4 separate regions of the Mus musculus genome follow, and all the other regions are linked to region 4. The links are chromatin contacts, called in public ChIA-PET and Hi-C maps. All regions are on one chromosome and are shown on one strand. Each heading gives the region's core, a stretch centred on a gene start, on an enhancer-like site or on the middle of the called end of the contact. The rest is flanking DNA. Distances are from core to core; before and after follow the strand shown.

Region 1 (3,752 bases), core at 1,068-3,567, 170 kb before region 4:
GGCTATGCAGACTTTTGAAGTTGGACTGAGGTTCTTTTACATTCTGTTATGGCTACACTCCTATGGGGCCAGGTAGTGAAATATGGTAATTTGATGAAAATGTCCCCCATTGGCCTAAAGACTTGAATGCTTGGTCATTAGGGACTGTCACTATCTAATGGATTAGGAGGTATGTCACTCAGGGTGGTCTTGGAAGATTCCAAAGCCCAAGACAGAAACTGCCTGAGGAACCAGATGTGGAACTCCCAGCTACTGCTCCATCCCCATGTCTCCCTAGATGCCAGCCTGCTTCGCTCCATGAGGGCAATGGACTAAACCCCTGAAACTGTAATTAGGTCCCAGTTAAATGATTTCTGTGGTTGTTGATGATGTTGTTGTTGTTGTTGCCATGCTCCTGATGTCTCTTCATAGCAAGAGAACAATAAATAAGACACAAGTTGAACTTTAGAAAGAAATCGTTGTAAAGACCTTTCAATGAAAACTGAGAAACTTGTGTCTTCTTTTGTTGTATCAAATTTTAAACTGTTTTTTTTTAAACCTTGCAAAAAGATCACTAAATGTCCATCTGACTCACAGGATGCTGGAGTAACATTGTAGTTAGAGTGAGTATTCACAGATTTGCAGCTCTGCCCTTGATTCCATCCTCTCAGGTGGTCAGGACCTGCTCTCTCCCTTTTCCTGACAGAGAGAGACTGATAGTATGGTCATGTTCTTGTATTGGATCATGAACCTATTGCACACATTCTGTAATATTCTATCATTCTCTCTCTCTCTCTCTCTCTTTCTTTCTCTCCCTCTCTCTCTTTCTCTCTCTCTCTCATGGCTGGCTCTAGGTAAGTAAGCTGCTCTTTCAAGAGCAGTCTAAAGAGACTTCTAGGTAAATAAGAGACAGATGTCTCTCTGGGCCAGCCAGCCAGAACCTGAGTCCTTTCCAGCTGCCATATGAGGAAACCTTATCTCATGTGACCCCAGCTCTAGAGAAGCCTTGAGAAAACACAGCAAGAAGAAAACAGGACCTGGGAGAGTTCCTGAACCAGGGTCACCAAGGACTCTTGATGTCACAGACTGTGGGAAGTATCAGTGCTGTGCTGTCTCCACATGCTGAGCTTGGCTGCTTTGCTACAGTGCAGCAGATAACTGGGAAGTGCAGTTCTCCAACAATCTTCCTGGGGAAGTCAGAGAACTCTGAGCTAAAGCTGCAGTGCCTGAAGATGAGGAATTATCCTATTCTGCAGTTCTATTTGCACTAAGCTATTATAAGGCAAACTTCTTAGTATTTTATTTCAATTATAAGTGTTGGAAGCAAATTCTTAGTCCAGCCTAGGTCAGGGGTGGGCAATCCCAGGGCCCTGGATTCCCCATCTCCCCAATTTCACTTCTGCTCCTAACCTGGGTCAGGTCCTTCTCCAGGACACTAATGAATGACCTGCTCTCAGATCTCACCCCCATTAGATAGCAAGATCTTGGGAAACCAGCCACCTTGGCCAAGGGCTCTGGTTGTGAAGTCCTGGCAGATCTCAGAACTCAGACCCTTCCTGATTGCCAGAAGGGGGCAAGTGCAGCGAAAGCTGCTTCTGCTGCAGGCGACCGCCCTGGCCTGGACCCAGACGCGCACGGGTGGGTGCGGGGTCGGGAGGGAAAAGGCTTCTGGGGGCATGGGCGGGTCGGGGACTGCACAGGGGAAGCCCGGTCCCCGCGCCGCCCACCCGACCCTCCGCCCCTTCTCCAGCCACGTCGCAAGACCGGCGCCCTGCTCCCTTCCAGACCCGCTCACAAGCCCGGGGTCCGGGGAGGAGGTCAGGGTTTCACTGCGCGCCGCCCTCAGGCTCACACTCGATGCGGTATTTCTCCACTGCCATGTCCCGGCCGGGCCACGGGAAGCCCCTGTACATGGAAGCCGGCGACGTGGACTACACGCAGTTCGTGCGCTTCGACAGCGACGTGGAGAATCTGAGATATGAGCCGCGTGCGCCATGGATGAAGCTCCAGGGCCCTGTGTACTGGGAGCTACAGACAAAAGTCGCAGAGGGCCATGAGAAGAGTTTCCAAGTGAAGTACCCTGCTTGGCTACTACAACCAGAGCAAGGGTGGTGAGTGACCCCATGTTGGAAGTCACAACCCCTCCTAGTCTTACTCAGGGGCCAGGAAGTCCTGGGGCCCAAGTCCTAGGAGCTCCCAGAACTTGCGGGACCCTCTGGGACCCAAGACCCACTTTCACTTTTAGTTTAGGAGATTGCTAGGGCACAAAGGGCGGGCAGGGCTGACCGCGAGTCCTGCAGGCTCTCACATGTTCCAGTGGTTGTATGACTGTGACGTAGGGTCCGACGGGAGCCTCCTCCACGGGTACTGGCAGTACAGCCTACAATGGTCGCGATTACATAGCCCTGAACGATGACCTGAAAACGTGATTGGTGGCAGACTTGGCAGTGCTCATCACCCCAAGCAAGTGGGAGCAGGCTGATGAGGCAGAGCATTATAAAGCCTACCTGGAGAGCACCTGCGTGGAGTGGCTCCAAAGATAGCTGGAGCGCAGGAAGGAAATGCTGCTGCACACCGGTTCAGGGGCCACAGGCAGCTCCTCCCTCTGCCCTTGAGTTGGGGCTCAGTCCTGGGGAAGAGAAAACCCTCACCTGGGGTGATGCCCCTGTCTATTCTTGTTTTTATAATCTTTTTTTTTAAGTGACAAGAAAAAAAATCACACATTGAAATTAACCAGAATAGAAGCCATACATCTCAGTTAGAATAGCCATTCTGAACCGCTGAATATTCACTTTGAATTATCAAATATAAACCCAGTACCATTAGGCAAAGAAAAAAGAAAGAGGAGGGAGGGAGGGAGAGAACCCAGGACAGAGGTAGAACTAGAAAACAATTGGCTTCTTACCCTGTCTCATACCTCAAGGTGACTATCTGCATTCTGCCTCTTCTTGTCTCTCAATATTTACCTTTCTTGTTTCCTTTTGGCCATGTTATATTGTACACATGTATTCAATTGGATACATTTATACATATGCTTTTTGCTATATCCCACACTTGAGGAAAGGCTATGTAATTTTCTTCTTGACTTTGTGTGACCTCAATAACACTATATATGCTAAGTTCACCCATTTGCCTTGGTTGTTTGTGATTACATTGTTTAGAGCTGAATAGTATTCCATAGCCTTGACATTTCATGTCCAGCACCTCTACCACATGCCTTTGATTTTCCTGTCTATTTTTGATCAGTTTCAGCCTGTTCCTGTCACTAGAGCTCTGCAGTATAATTTGAGGCTGGGATTGAAACACCTCCAGTTCTTACTCCTGAGCCTGGCTCTGAGTGGTCTTTTAAATTATTTACTAAACATATCAAATTAATGAGAGTCTAATACTAGTGCATTAAGTCTGTAGGTTACTTTGGTAGAATGGCCATTTTCACAATATTACCTCTGCCAGTCCTGGAGCAAGGGTTTTAGGTCCAGCATCTGACATTCTCTTAGGTGATTTCTTACTACAGTACCTTGAAGGTTGCCACATAGACTTCTATCATTTCCTTGATTTGATATATCCCTGAACTCTTTTTCTTTTTTCTTTTTTTTTTTTGGCAAGGTAAACAAATAGCTTAAATATTTTATTCATTTGAAACTAAGCTTATTAACACTATATAATGAAAATGTACAAAGAATAATGTTGCAGTTTTTGGTTAGATTTAAGTCAAAGACATTCATTAATAAGGAATCTTCAAATGTGAATACCCCAGAAATGTCCGCAAGCCA
Region 2 (3,534 bases), core at 151-2,650, 230 kb before region 4:
TTCAGTGACAAAATGCATGAGAATTCATCTAGAGGTCAACTCTTCCACCCCGCATACCCTTCACCACTATTATACACTGTATAATAATATACATTATACACCATTATACAGCATGCTCCTATTCCTTTCCTTTTTCTCCCATAGACATGAAAGAAATGCTAACAGGGTTACCTACCCAGCACAGACAGAGAGCTGCAGCTCCCAACACTCCTGTGGTGACCAGGATGGGGGCAATCCCCCAAAGCCTAGGACTAGAAGAGACCCAAAGAAGTTTCAGCCTCAAGGGAGAGATGTCCTAAGGGCAGAAAGAAAAGTCAGAGTTAGGAAAGCATCCCTTGCTTCAGAGAAGGAAGCAAGCACTTTTTTTTTTCTCTTCAAAGTTTTATTTCCCTAACTTCAGGTCAAATTTCCACAAAATTGTATTCTGGTCAATTACTAGCCTTTTTTAGCTCCCCACAATGGTAGTACCAAAGGATTTGTGAATCAGCGAGAAGAGACCACTTTAAGAAGCATTGTATTTACTCATGACACAAGGCAACAGAGTTGGGTATCTGACTGTTCAACAACACAAAGCTTTAATTGCCTCAGTGAGGACAGACAGGAAAACCAGGCTGTAGACACTCTTCAACTTGTCAGAAATCAGACCAAGGAAAATCTATTCCACACCAATCCAATCTTTTCTTTCTGTTGCCGCAATATTTTTCTTCTTTTAATTATCATATCATGTATTTTCTCAAGTCCTTCCTTTAGCCCACCTCCTATGATTGCACAGGTGGGCTGCCAATGCCAAGAGTGCATGAGGTCAATTCACCTATTGGTAACAAGTCTCAATCTCTGATAGACCAGGTGGGTAGCAACTAAAAGTACAGGGACTCCCTGGTTTTCTGATATCTTTGTTATTTTATAAAGTTCAGTTTGGGCTTCTTCTGTTTGCTACACCGACAGAGTCCACCACAAACACAATGTCATCTATGCATGGGGTATATAACTATCACAGTGGTCTTAATTTCTCTTGCTCAGAAAGTGAAAAGTGACTACATCCGGAAGTGAAAAGTGACTGTTTGAGAATTGCCCAAGGTTACCTTAGTTTTCTCAGTGTTAAATCCTTTTGTAGGCATGGTATTTACAAAGTCGTTGAACTGCAGCCTGCATAAAATTGTTGTCTTTCCAGCACAGTCCAAACCAGTGGGAAAGGACCAAAAGGTGGCAGGCTGGTTCATACCCAAGTTCTAGCTGCAAATGGTTTACCAAACTGAATGCTTTCTTCTTATCTGTTGAGAATTTCCTTTTCTGGGTGAGAGAGCTACTCGATTTCACTTTCCACCCTCTGCTGTCTACTGTCAGCCACTGCCTAGAAGTCCTCCCTTTGCAGCAGTGAGGTCTGACTGGGGGGGGGGGGGGGGACAGAGGGAGGGAGGAGCGTCTACTGTCAGCCTCTGCCTATTTCACTTTCTGCCCCTACTGTCTACTGTCAGCTGCTGCCTAGAAGTCCTCCCCCTGCAGCAGCTAGGTCTGAAGGGGGAAGGGACAGAGGGAGGGAGGGGCAGAAGAGCTGTGGCGCACCAGCCTAAACCTAGTGCTAAACCTAGTTAGGGGCACACTAGCCAGCCTCCCTAGGTGGCGAGGCGCCCAGAGAAGGAAGCTCTTAAAGTAACAGCTGAGTATGGAGAAGGAGGGAGCAGGAGTCTGCTTTACCAGAGGGACAGTGGAGGTCACCATGATCACTCAATATGGACAGGATGGAAGTCTGGACTGACAGTCCATTCCCCATTTTCAGCTGCAGATGGTGTCCCAAGATGAATGTATTCTTCTTTTCAGCTTATGATTTCTCTTTCTGGGTGATCGCTGGCTGACAGTCCTGATTTGTCACCTCACTGTCAACCTGGGCTGTCAGCTGCTGCCCTGCTCAGGAGTCTGTCCCTGGGCAGCTGCAAGCCCTGATGCTCCCCACCCGCTCTTGCTAGGGGCATGCTCACCAGCCTCCTTACACCAACAGCCTAGTATAGGCAAGGAAGGAACAGGAGTCTGCTTATCAGAGGGACTGTGGAGGCCACCATGATCACTCAATATGGATTGCATAGAATCAAACCCCACAAGGTCTCTCATGCAGCACAATACAATTGAAAATTGGCCTAAGAAGACCACCCACTTTACTAAGGGTGCTTCATAGTGTCTTCTATATAGAAATTGAGGGTCCTGAAATGAGGCTCAGATTTCCAGGACAAGAAAACACAAGGGTATGAAAGCAGAGCTCTGCCACTCAATGGTGATTACAGAAAAAAAAAATGTTGATCTCCACCAGGACTCAACATTCCCAGGACCCAGCTCAGGCCTTCCATTCTATTCTGAGTCTCTAAATAATGAGAACTCAGTCATGTGGGAATTTGACCTGTCCCCTCCCCAAACCACCTCTTCCAGGCTTTCCCACCTGACATAGACCCCCAGATCTGCTTACCAAGAAGAAGAGACTCTGGCTCATGGTGAACACTAGATCCTTCCAACCTGCTCTAGAACAGCTCTGGATAACAGGACCCAGGGATTACTGCAGATCACTTGCCCCGTGCTGCACGAAATGAAATGGGCAGTCTATAAGTGATTGTTTAGTATGTAGTGTCACTGGAGCAGTCCTGATATGAGTCAGCCTCATTAGACACCATCCAATGACATTTGTCGTCTGAGCCAAAATAGTAGCCAAATATTGGAGAGCTCATCTCTTCGTCCTGTCTCCCATAAAGTTTTGTAACTTATACTCACTTCTTCTAACTTGTGCTTGTGGTTTTAGGTTTTAAGATAGAAGGTACTGGAGGCCTGGCGGCTTTTTCAAATTTTCCGTTGCTCACTGAGCTGAACTACGGTTGGGATTCCTGATGCTGAGTTGGGCAGGTATACCTCCATTCTCTAGGGAATGCCAATGTGGGAGGACAAGAAGACCCTGACCTCTCCCTAGATCATCTTAGAATAGCCTCAACCAACAGTCACTTTTAGTGGGATTAACTAATTAAACCTCATCCTATAAGCAGGTGTCCTAGGTAAACCTAGAACCTGGTCTCTGGTGCTTGAAGGACAATTCCTCCAGTTCTAAAGAAAAACATCCATGGAGCTTGGAAGACAAGGTCAGTGGCTCAGTGGGGGAAGCAATTGCCACCAATGCCATCCCTGAGACAAACACAGTGGAAGGAGAGAACCTGGTTCTGCAAGGTTCCCTCTGACCTCCTCATCTGTGCTGGGGAAGAAGATGGACAGGTACACGACAGACAGACAGACAGACAGACAGACAGACAGACAGACACACACACACACACACACACACACACACACACAGACTCACAGTGAAAGTAATAAAATTTAAAACGCCAGAGTTTTGGGTCTTATTATAGGAAGGGAAAGAAGAATGGGAAGGAGGAAGGAAATGAAGAAATAAGATTTGTAATTGTATTTGCAGCCTTCGCTGCGGCCCCATCCGGTGCTCTCCAATGCCAGTGCTGCATCTTGCTAGCTGACCGCAAATCACAGGTGGTAAAGCACCCTGGAAAC
Region 3 (3,534 bases), core at 433-2,932, 240 kb after region 4:
CAATTTCGGAGGTTCGGTCCATTATCGTCATGGCAGGAAGCATGTTAGTGTGCGGGCAGACATGATGCTGAAGAAGCTGAGAGTTCTACTTATTGGTCCAAAGGCAACTAGAAGAAGGCTGTCTTCAGGCTGCTAGGAGGAGTATCAAAGCCCCACCCTCAAACTGGCACAAGGCCACACCTACTCCAACAAGGTCACACCTCCTCCAAAAAGGCCTTCTAATAGGGCCACTCCTTGGACCAAGCATATTCAAACCCCACACCCCTGAACCATCTCTTCAGCCCTTCCAACAGCAGAACTGGAGAGATGTCTCAGAGGTGACGCACACTCATTGGCTGTTCTTCCTGACCCAGGTTCAGATCCCAGTACGCGTATGGTGGCTCCCAATTGTCTTTAACTCCAGTTCTAGGGGCTCTAACACCACCTCCTTCTGGTCTCCACAAACACTGTAAGGAGGAGGTACACAGCCACACATGCAGAGAAAACACCCATACACATACATTTTTGTAAATTAAATAACAATCCCGAATTCTGGTTGTTTGTCTTCAGGGAGCCCAGTTCTCACTGCTGGTAGTGAGAGAAGCTGGGCTGGTGGTCTCTCCGATGAGGGTCTCTCTATGCCTCTCTATTATATAAAGAAAGTCTGAATTATCTCTTAGCTTGAAGAGGTTTCCCCCCCCCCTCTAGAAGACAAAGTTCATTTTCCTACCCATCTCTCATCTCTTTATCTAAAGGTGTAGCCATGGATGCCTGAAATCTCCAGGTGCGGTGAGAAGCCCTGGGTCAAATATAAGATGGTGAAGTGGTTGAGGGAAGACACCTGACAGCGACCTCTGGCCTCCACACACACGTGCACAGGCACCTGCATGCACACGTGTGCTCACAATCAGGAACACATCCACACGCCCACACACACCACACACATATACACACACAAAGGAAGCGGGGCTGGGCTGTGGGGAAGAAGGATGCCACATCTGCAGTCCTCTCCAGCCCCATCCCTCTCCCCACCGCCTTGACCTCCCTGAAGGCTTGCTCCCTGCTCAAGATCACAAGGGAGCTACCCTCACAGAACCTAGGCTTTGCAGCCAATTTTTTTTTTTTTTTTTGCGCGGGTGGGGGTGGGGTTGGGTAGGGGTCACATAAACTTCCTCGAAGTCCATCAACCTCTTGTTACTTAACTCCACGTTTCCTGTTTATTTGTTGGGTTTTCCAAGGTGCGATTTGCATATAATTCAGGAACTGTGAGTAGTAAGAGTCCCTGTCCCAGTCCCCACCCCCAGCCCCCTGCTTGCCAACTGGCCGATTTTTAGGAAGCACAATTGTTACTGAAACACTTGGAGGCTCCCTGCTGTGGGTGATCCTGCAATGTGGACCTGTGCCCACACATCACAGGAAGGCCACAGAGAAGAAGATTGTCCACGCCCCTTCCTCCTCTTTTCCAAAGCCCTCATCCCTAACTGAAAATGCTTTCATGTTTCAAATGTGACCCAACAGATAACCCGGGCCACCAGGAAGGTTGGACCAGTACCACCCTGCCCACAAACTCCAACAAAGTCTGGTAAACAGGGCTGAATGCTAACCAGTGTGGTTAGGTCATGGGCTGCCTGCCCAGAGGAAGGAAGGAAGAAGCCGCTCTTTCTAACTCACATAAAATCGTGAAAGGGGCTCCTTGTTGCCAAGCTTGGGCGTGTGTGCCAGCTGCCTGTGTCAGCAGGAACACTCTATTGTGTGTTACTGTCTCTGTCCCTCTAGAGCCTCACGCATGACAGGCAGGGGCTCAGTCCCTTAGCTACACCCTGCAGCAGCCCAGTAGAGCATGATGGTCCCTCCTGTAATCTTCACAATCTCTATGGAAAGTAGAGACAGGAGGATTCCCACAAGTCATTGAGTTATTATTTTTTATTATCTATTGGTTTTTTTAAATAAACATTTACTCATTTATTTTATGTATATGAGTAGACCATTGCTCTTTTCAGACACACCAGAAGAGGCCATCAGACCACCATTACAGAGGGTTGTGAGCTACCACGTGGCTGCTGGGACTTGAACTCGGGACCTCTGGAAGAGCAGGTGATGCTCTTAACCGCTGAGCCATCTCTCCAGCCCCTATCTATTGGGTTTGGTTGTGGTGCTTTTGAGATCAAGTCTGTTGTAGCTCAGGCTGACTTCAAACTACTATACAGCCAGGACTGGCCTTGAATGCCTGACCCTCCACAGGCAGACATGGCACTGGAGAGGAGCTGAGAGTCATATATCTGGATCATCAAGCAGCATGAAGGGAGGGAGAGAGAGAGAGAGCCACTGGGCCTGGCTGGAGCTTCTGAAGCGTCAAAGCCCACCCTCAAGGACACACTTCCTCCAATAAGGCCACGTGTCTCAATCCTTTCAAGTAGTGCTGCTCCTATGTGAGCACTTTTGTTCAAACTGAGGCACCACAAAGAAGAAGAGGAAGGAGAGGAGAGGAGGAGGGGGGAAGAAAAGGGGATGAAGGAGAGGAGGAGGAGGAAGAAGAAGGAAAAGAAGAATGAGAGGGAGAAGGAGGAGGAGGAGAAGAGGAGGAAAAAGAAAACAAGGAAGAGGAAGAAGAAGAAGGAGGAGGAGGAGGAGGAGGAGGAGGAGGAGACTCTCTAAAGTTGTCTTCTGATCTCTACACACAAGCACCATGGCACCTCTATCCACCCCCATCACAAATACATATCTCATCAAAAATAAGTTATAAAAACCTATAAAATAAGCATTTAAGGAAAGTATGCGATAGATAGCATAGTGGCAAAATAAAGAGGGAAGTATTGATTTTTTAATTAACAGCTTCATAGATGAACATTATAGATGTGTATTGTGACTATACTGTGATCATATTCACCTCATAACCTCTCATCTCCTCCCTCCTCCTGCTGATCCCTTCCTTCTTCCTAGTCCTCCTCTTCCCCTTGTGTCTTGTGTGCCGGCACATGTGAGTAATAAGGCAGTCAGCTGCTGTGTGCTCATGGTTACAATGGCCATGCCATATGCAGAACACCAAGGCCCGCAGCATCCTTTGTGGTCTTTGCATCTTCTCTCTCGCTATGTTCGTTTGGGGCAAACTATCCAACAACCCCTTACTCTCAGCACTAGGCTTAGCTGGCCTAGTAATGGGTCTCTAACTCCTGGAAAAGACTTCTCTGGTTAAGGCTGAGCACTCAACTAGCCTATTTAGAGTAAGCACAAATATTTAGAAGGCAGTTTTACTACACGGTATATTAGCAAAACATCTGTAGTAGATTCTCTCTTGGAGCCTGCAATCTCCCCAGTCCATAGGGTTTTAACCGGGTTTACAATGCTAGAGGTTTATATCTTCTTGTGGAATCCAAGTAGAGAGTGGCTGTTCCCAGAACAGTTACACTACTAAGGCAATCCTTGGTAACATCTAGCCCGGTGGGTCCACACTGTGGCCTGTAGTGTCCACAGATGGCTAAGTGTATTGATTTTTCTTCCCAACAGCATGCATAGCACCATCTGGTGCTGTGAACGCTAGGCAGCAGGAGGAAGCTT
Region 4 (3,973 bases), core at 251-2,750:
TAAAAGTTCACTCGGGGGGGGGGGGTATGGGGGACCTTTGGGATAGCATTGAAAATGTAAACGAGGAAAATACCTAATAAAAAAAAAACAATAAAAAAAAAGTTCACTCAGAGAAAGACTCGGGGACACTGGGAGCCTGGACACTCAGTGTCACCCCCAGCCAGCTACTAAAGACTTTCTAGTGGCTTAAACCCATGTCTGAGCAATCTTCTCGGGCGGATAATACCATCTGTATTTTCCCTGCTGTGTACGGACATGCTATGAACTACCAGCACCAAATTTCAACTCAGCAAGAATGTGATCTGGGCTAGCAACTTTCATTAAACAATGTTTCCTGTGACCACCCAGGATCCAATGTATGAATATTTTTGCCTGCATGCAGCCACCAGTGCTGGACACTGAACCTGGGTCCTCTGGAAGAGCAGCCGGTGCTCTTACCTGCTGAGCCCTCTCTCCAGCCCTGCTTATTAGACTTCTAACACATCAAGAACTTCATTTCAACCAGACATGGTGGCGAATGCCTTTAATCCTAGCGTTCAATAGGCAAAGGCAGACAGAGTCCAGGCCAGACCCTACTACATAGCAAGACCGCCCCCCCCCCAGTCCCCCCCCCTCCAAAAAAAAAAAAAACCAATATCGAGTTCTCTGAGTAACTGGCTTAATCTCTTCCATGGCTCATTCATCCTGACCTCACAGAAATCCACCTCCTGAATGCTGGCATTAAAGGAGTGAGACACCGTGCCTACCACCATTCCCTTTATAAGGTGTGAAGAGTGGAGACCAGAGGACAACTGTATCTTTCCTAACACAGCCTCCATTTTTTTTTCCTCTAAGACTCACTACTTAGGCTACTGCGGTTCACCGAGTAGTCCCGAGTAGTCCCGGGGATCGGCCTGTCTTCCTCCCAGCTGGGTTTTCATAACAAGCCACCACGCTCACATTTTTAAAGCGATTTCCGATGATCAACCTCGGAGGTCCTGTGCTACAAAGCAAGCTCTTTACCGATTAAGCAACCTCCGCGGCCCTAAACAATGTGTTTTAACACACCACGTTATATATTTCAAACGTGTGCAATTTTTGTCACTTACACCTAAATAAATAAAGCTGGGGAAATTAAAATCTAATGAGGGCCGGGCATGGTGGTGCAGGTCTTTATTTCCAGCACTCCGTAGGCCTAGGCAGATAGATCTGGGTTCGAGGCCAGCCTAGTCAACAGATCGAGCTCCAGGAAAGTCAGGGCTACACAGAGAAAACCTGTCCTGAAATGAATGAATAAATCTACTAAGTAAGCTTAGTTGAGCCGAGAAAATTAAAATGAAAAATACTATAGTAGGCGCTTCAAGTTGCGAAGGCTTGACGATTGTACGCTTTTCTAGATTTGATAACCGACATTTCTGACCAAAACAAACAAACAGCGACTTTAAAAGGTTTTCGTGGGCTTACCGTTTGAGGAAGAGACATGGCGAAACCGGTCTGCGACGCCGGACTAGACGCAAAGCCAAGCCCACGGGCGAAACACATCCGTCTTCTTCACCCGTTGGGTGGGACTTCCGCTATCAAGGCTCCACCTTCTTAAAGGTTCCCCAAAAACCGCTAGCAGCTGGGGACCGACCGTTCAAACACTTGAACCTATGGGGGACCATTTCACCCAAAGAATGGACTGTCAGATGGTATTAGAAATTATCTCGAGCTGGCCGTGGTGGCACACACCTTTAATCCTAACACTCGGCACTAGGCAGGCAGGTTGGTGTCTGAGTTCGAGGCCAGCCTGGTCTACAGAGTGAATTCCAAGACAGCCAGGGCTACACAGAGAAACCCTGTCTCAAAAAATAAAACCAAATAAATAAATAAATAAATAAATAAATAAATAAATAAATAAATAAATAAATAAATAAATAAATGACTTTTTCCAACCATTGAAATCTGCTACGAGTAGAAGAACGAAGCTAAACGGTTTCAAAACAGCAGCAACGCAATAGCTCTAAGATAATTTTTATTTGTGGTATGAGATAAGGTCTTGTTATTTAGCCCAGGATAGCCTATCTGTTCACAGCAATCCTCTTGTCTCAGCCTGAAAAGCTGGGGTTAAAGGGGTGCACCACAGCCCAGCTCCATCGAACGTCGCGCGACGTCAGGGTTTCCTCTGCGCAGCCATGACGCATCTTGACCAGCAGGTGGCACTGCGGAGTCGCAGGTGCGGTGGACCGACCCTTTACCCAAGGCTGTGGGGATCTTGAGTTCCAAGTGTTTTTCCTGCTGTTGCAGCTACTCATTACTTACTACCTACTGATACATAATATTTCAACATAAAGATGAGCTGTAGCCGCACAGCTATCTGAACGTCACCACCAGTTATAGGCTGTTGTGAGCTGCTGGGTGTGAATGCTAGAAACCCTGGAAGAGAATCAAGTGCTCCTAAATTGCTGAGCCTTCTCTCCACCCCATAGCCAAATTACTTGACAATTACATCCTTATTCCAATGCCTGCACCTCTATCCGCTATATGGGGCCTTCAAGCTCATCTCTTCAATGGGTCCACTGCACCACAATGTTCAATGCCACCCTGACCCTGCCCACCCCCCACCCCCAACCCAATTACCTTCAACCTCCATCGTCTTCCTCTGGGCCTTCTCTCCTCCCTCCCCTTTACATTCCTGGTTTTCTCTAACTGGCTTACTCCTCTTCCCAGACAAGAAGTAAGACGCCTGCAAATTCTCCTCTCTTCCTACACAGGTTCTCAGCTTACACTACACTCTGAAGATGACCTATTCCTCTCCTCCCACCTCTATGCTGATGGTGCCCAATGTCTCCAGCCAGCATCTCTTCCCCAAGCTGTGCTTGCATATACTGTCTGCATATATTGTCTCTGGAGATCGCCCATAACAAACATGCCAAACTAGAGCCATGCTACACTCTGTTCCCTTACTCTACAACTCCATCACCAACACACACACACACACACACACACACACACACACACACACACACGAGAGAGAGAGAGAGAGAGAGAGAGAGAGAGAAGCAATCCAACAGCCTGTCCATCTATCAAACAGTCAAACAGTCTTTCCCCCACTGTTTCTGGTTCATTTTCCTTCTAGGATGGCTATAAAACCCTCTGGTCACTTTCCCCTTCCAAATAAATGTCCAAGTTGCAAACACAGTGGTCTACAGCCAATTATTTCCCTGCCTTTTAGTCCTAGGGTTAAATTTTTATTATTTTTTTTTTCCAACAGGGTCTCATGGTGGAGCTCTGGCTGGACTGAAACTCAGAGATCTGCCTGTGCCTTCCAAGCTCTGGAATTAAAGGTGTGCCCCACCACACCCAGCTCTATGGGTTTTCTGTTTTGTTTCCAGACAGGATTTCTGTTTAACAGCCCTGGCTGTTCTGAAACTCACTCTGTAAGATAAGGCTGGCCTCAAATTCACAGAGATTCAACTGCCTTTGCCTCCCGAGTGCTGGAATTAAAGGTGTGTCCCACCATGCCTACCTTCACGGATTCGTTCTTTAAAATGGGGACTGAAGAGCTGGCTCAATGGTTAAGAGCTGAGTTCAATTCCCAGCAACCGCGTGGTGGCTCACAACCATCTGTAATGGGACCTGATGCCCTCTTCTGCTGTCTCTAAAGACAGCTACAGTGTACTCATATAAACAAACTAAATAAATATTACTAACGTGGCCGGAGACCTCTACAACCTCTCCTAACTCCTTGCACTCGTTGCCCCAGAACGCGTCTTTACACCACCAATGCACACACTGCGTTCCCTCTCACTTCCACCTACCTTTTGTATGTTCTCCTCTTTCTTCGGTGCCCAGGGTTACTGTCCATGGTACACCGTTTCTCTCCACCCTCCTGTATGGTAGAAACAGCCCCTCAGCTAGAACACACTTCCTGGACCCGCATCTGTGGAACCCCTCTAGCCCAGTGTTTAGTTTGGCCTGCGCGAACCTCTCTGCTCCTCTAGGCTGTTGAGTC

What was found. Hi-C and Micro-C count contacts between places; a contact is called where the count stands out from the background. ChIA-PET counts read pairs in DNA pulled down with a chosen protein or histone mark.
Region 1: a contact with region 4 is called in an RNA polymerase II ChIA-PET map of memory CD8 T cells, with 23 read pairs. The contact joins the enhancer-like site here to the promoter of A930015D03Rik in region 4. A contact is called at or near these places in 4 of 39 promoter capture datasets (hematopoietic stem and progenitor cells, hippocampal neurons, liver and 1 more), 1 of 15 datasets of contacts at CTCF or cohesin (large pre-B cells), 3 of 115 datasets of contacts at active chromatin or transcription factors (embryonic stem cells, large pre-B cells and memory CD8 T cells) and 2 of 9 other capture datasets (adipose tissue and liver).
Region 2: a contact with region 4 is called in an RNA polymerase II ChIA-PET map of memory CD8 T cells, with 40 read pairs. The contact joins the enhancer-like site here to the promoter of A930015D03Rik in region 4. A contact is called at or near these places in 2 of 39 promoter capture datasets (cranial neural crest and maxillary cranial neural crest), 1 of 15 datasets of contacts at CTCF or cohesin (the NIH/3T3 cell line) and 5 of 115 datasets of contacts at active chromatin or transcription factors (the SCID.adh cell line, effector CD8 T cells, embryonic stem cells and 2 more).
Region 3: a contact with region 4 is called in a Hi-C map of the G1E-ER4 cell line, with 3 times the contacts expected there. The contact joins the enhancer-like site here to the promoter of A930015D03Rik in region 4. A contact is called at or near these places in 3 of 39 promoter capture datasets (the C10 cell line, cranial neural crest and pre-B cells), 10 of 484 Hi-C or Micro-C datasets (CD4 T cells, the G1E-ER4 cell line, the N1E-115 cell line and 6 more) and 3 of 115 datasets of contacts at active chromatin or transcription factors (effector CD8 T cells, memory CD8 T cells and pro-B cells).

What each region holds. Positions count from the first base shown.
Region 1 is chr17:36,159,881-36,163,632 of GRCm38.p6, reverse strand. It overlaps 2410017I17Rik (RIKEN cDNA 2410017I17 gene), which reads right to left. Exons shown (of 4, transcript NR_033517.1): 3 at 2,487-2,608; 4 at 1,259-2,396. It also overlaps a transcript of Gm8909 not described here and the pseudogene Gm6659. Among named protein-coding and RNA genes, the nearest start is that of Gm8909, 6.8 kb to the left of the region's middle. Within about 2 kb of position 2,317, at least 27 of the 459 cell types and tissues checked have an H3K27ac peak or open chromatin away from gene starts, as enhancers often do. A contact at or near this core is called in memory CD8 T cells, where this site is marked.
Region 2 is chr17:36,227,162-36,230,695 of GRCm38.p6, reverse strand. It overlaps the pseudogene Gm18604. Among named protein-coding and RNA genes, the nearest start is that of Rpp21, 29 kb to the left of the region's middle. Within about 2 kb of position 1,400, at least 10 of the 459 cell types and tissues checked have an H3K27ac peak or open chromatin away from gene starts, as enhancers often do. A contact at or near this core is called in the SCID.adh cell line, effector CD8 T cells and memory CD8 T cells, where this site is marked.
Region 3 is chr17:35,750,514-35,754,047 of GRCm38.p6, reverse strand. No RefSeq gene overlaps it. Among named protein-coding and RNA genes, the nearest start is that of 4833427F10Rik, 20 kb to the left of the region's middle. Within about 2 kb of position 1,682, at least 117 of the 459 cell types and tissues checked have an H3K27ac peak or open chromatin away from gene starts, as enhancers often do. A contact at or near this core is called in the G1E-ER4 cell line, erythroblasts, memory CD8 T cells and 1 more, where this site is marked.
Region 4 is chr17:35,992,031-35,996,003 of GRCm38.p6, reverse strand. A930015D03Rik (RIKEN cDNA A930015D03 gene) reads right to left here and starts at 1,500. Exons shown (of 2, transcript NR_015618.2): 1 at 1,444-1,500.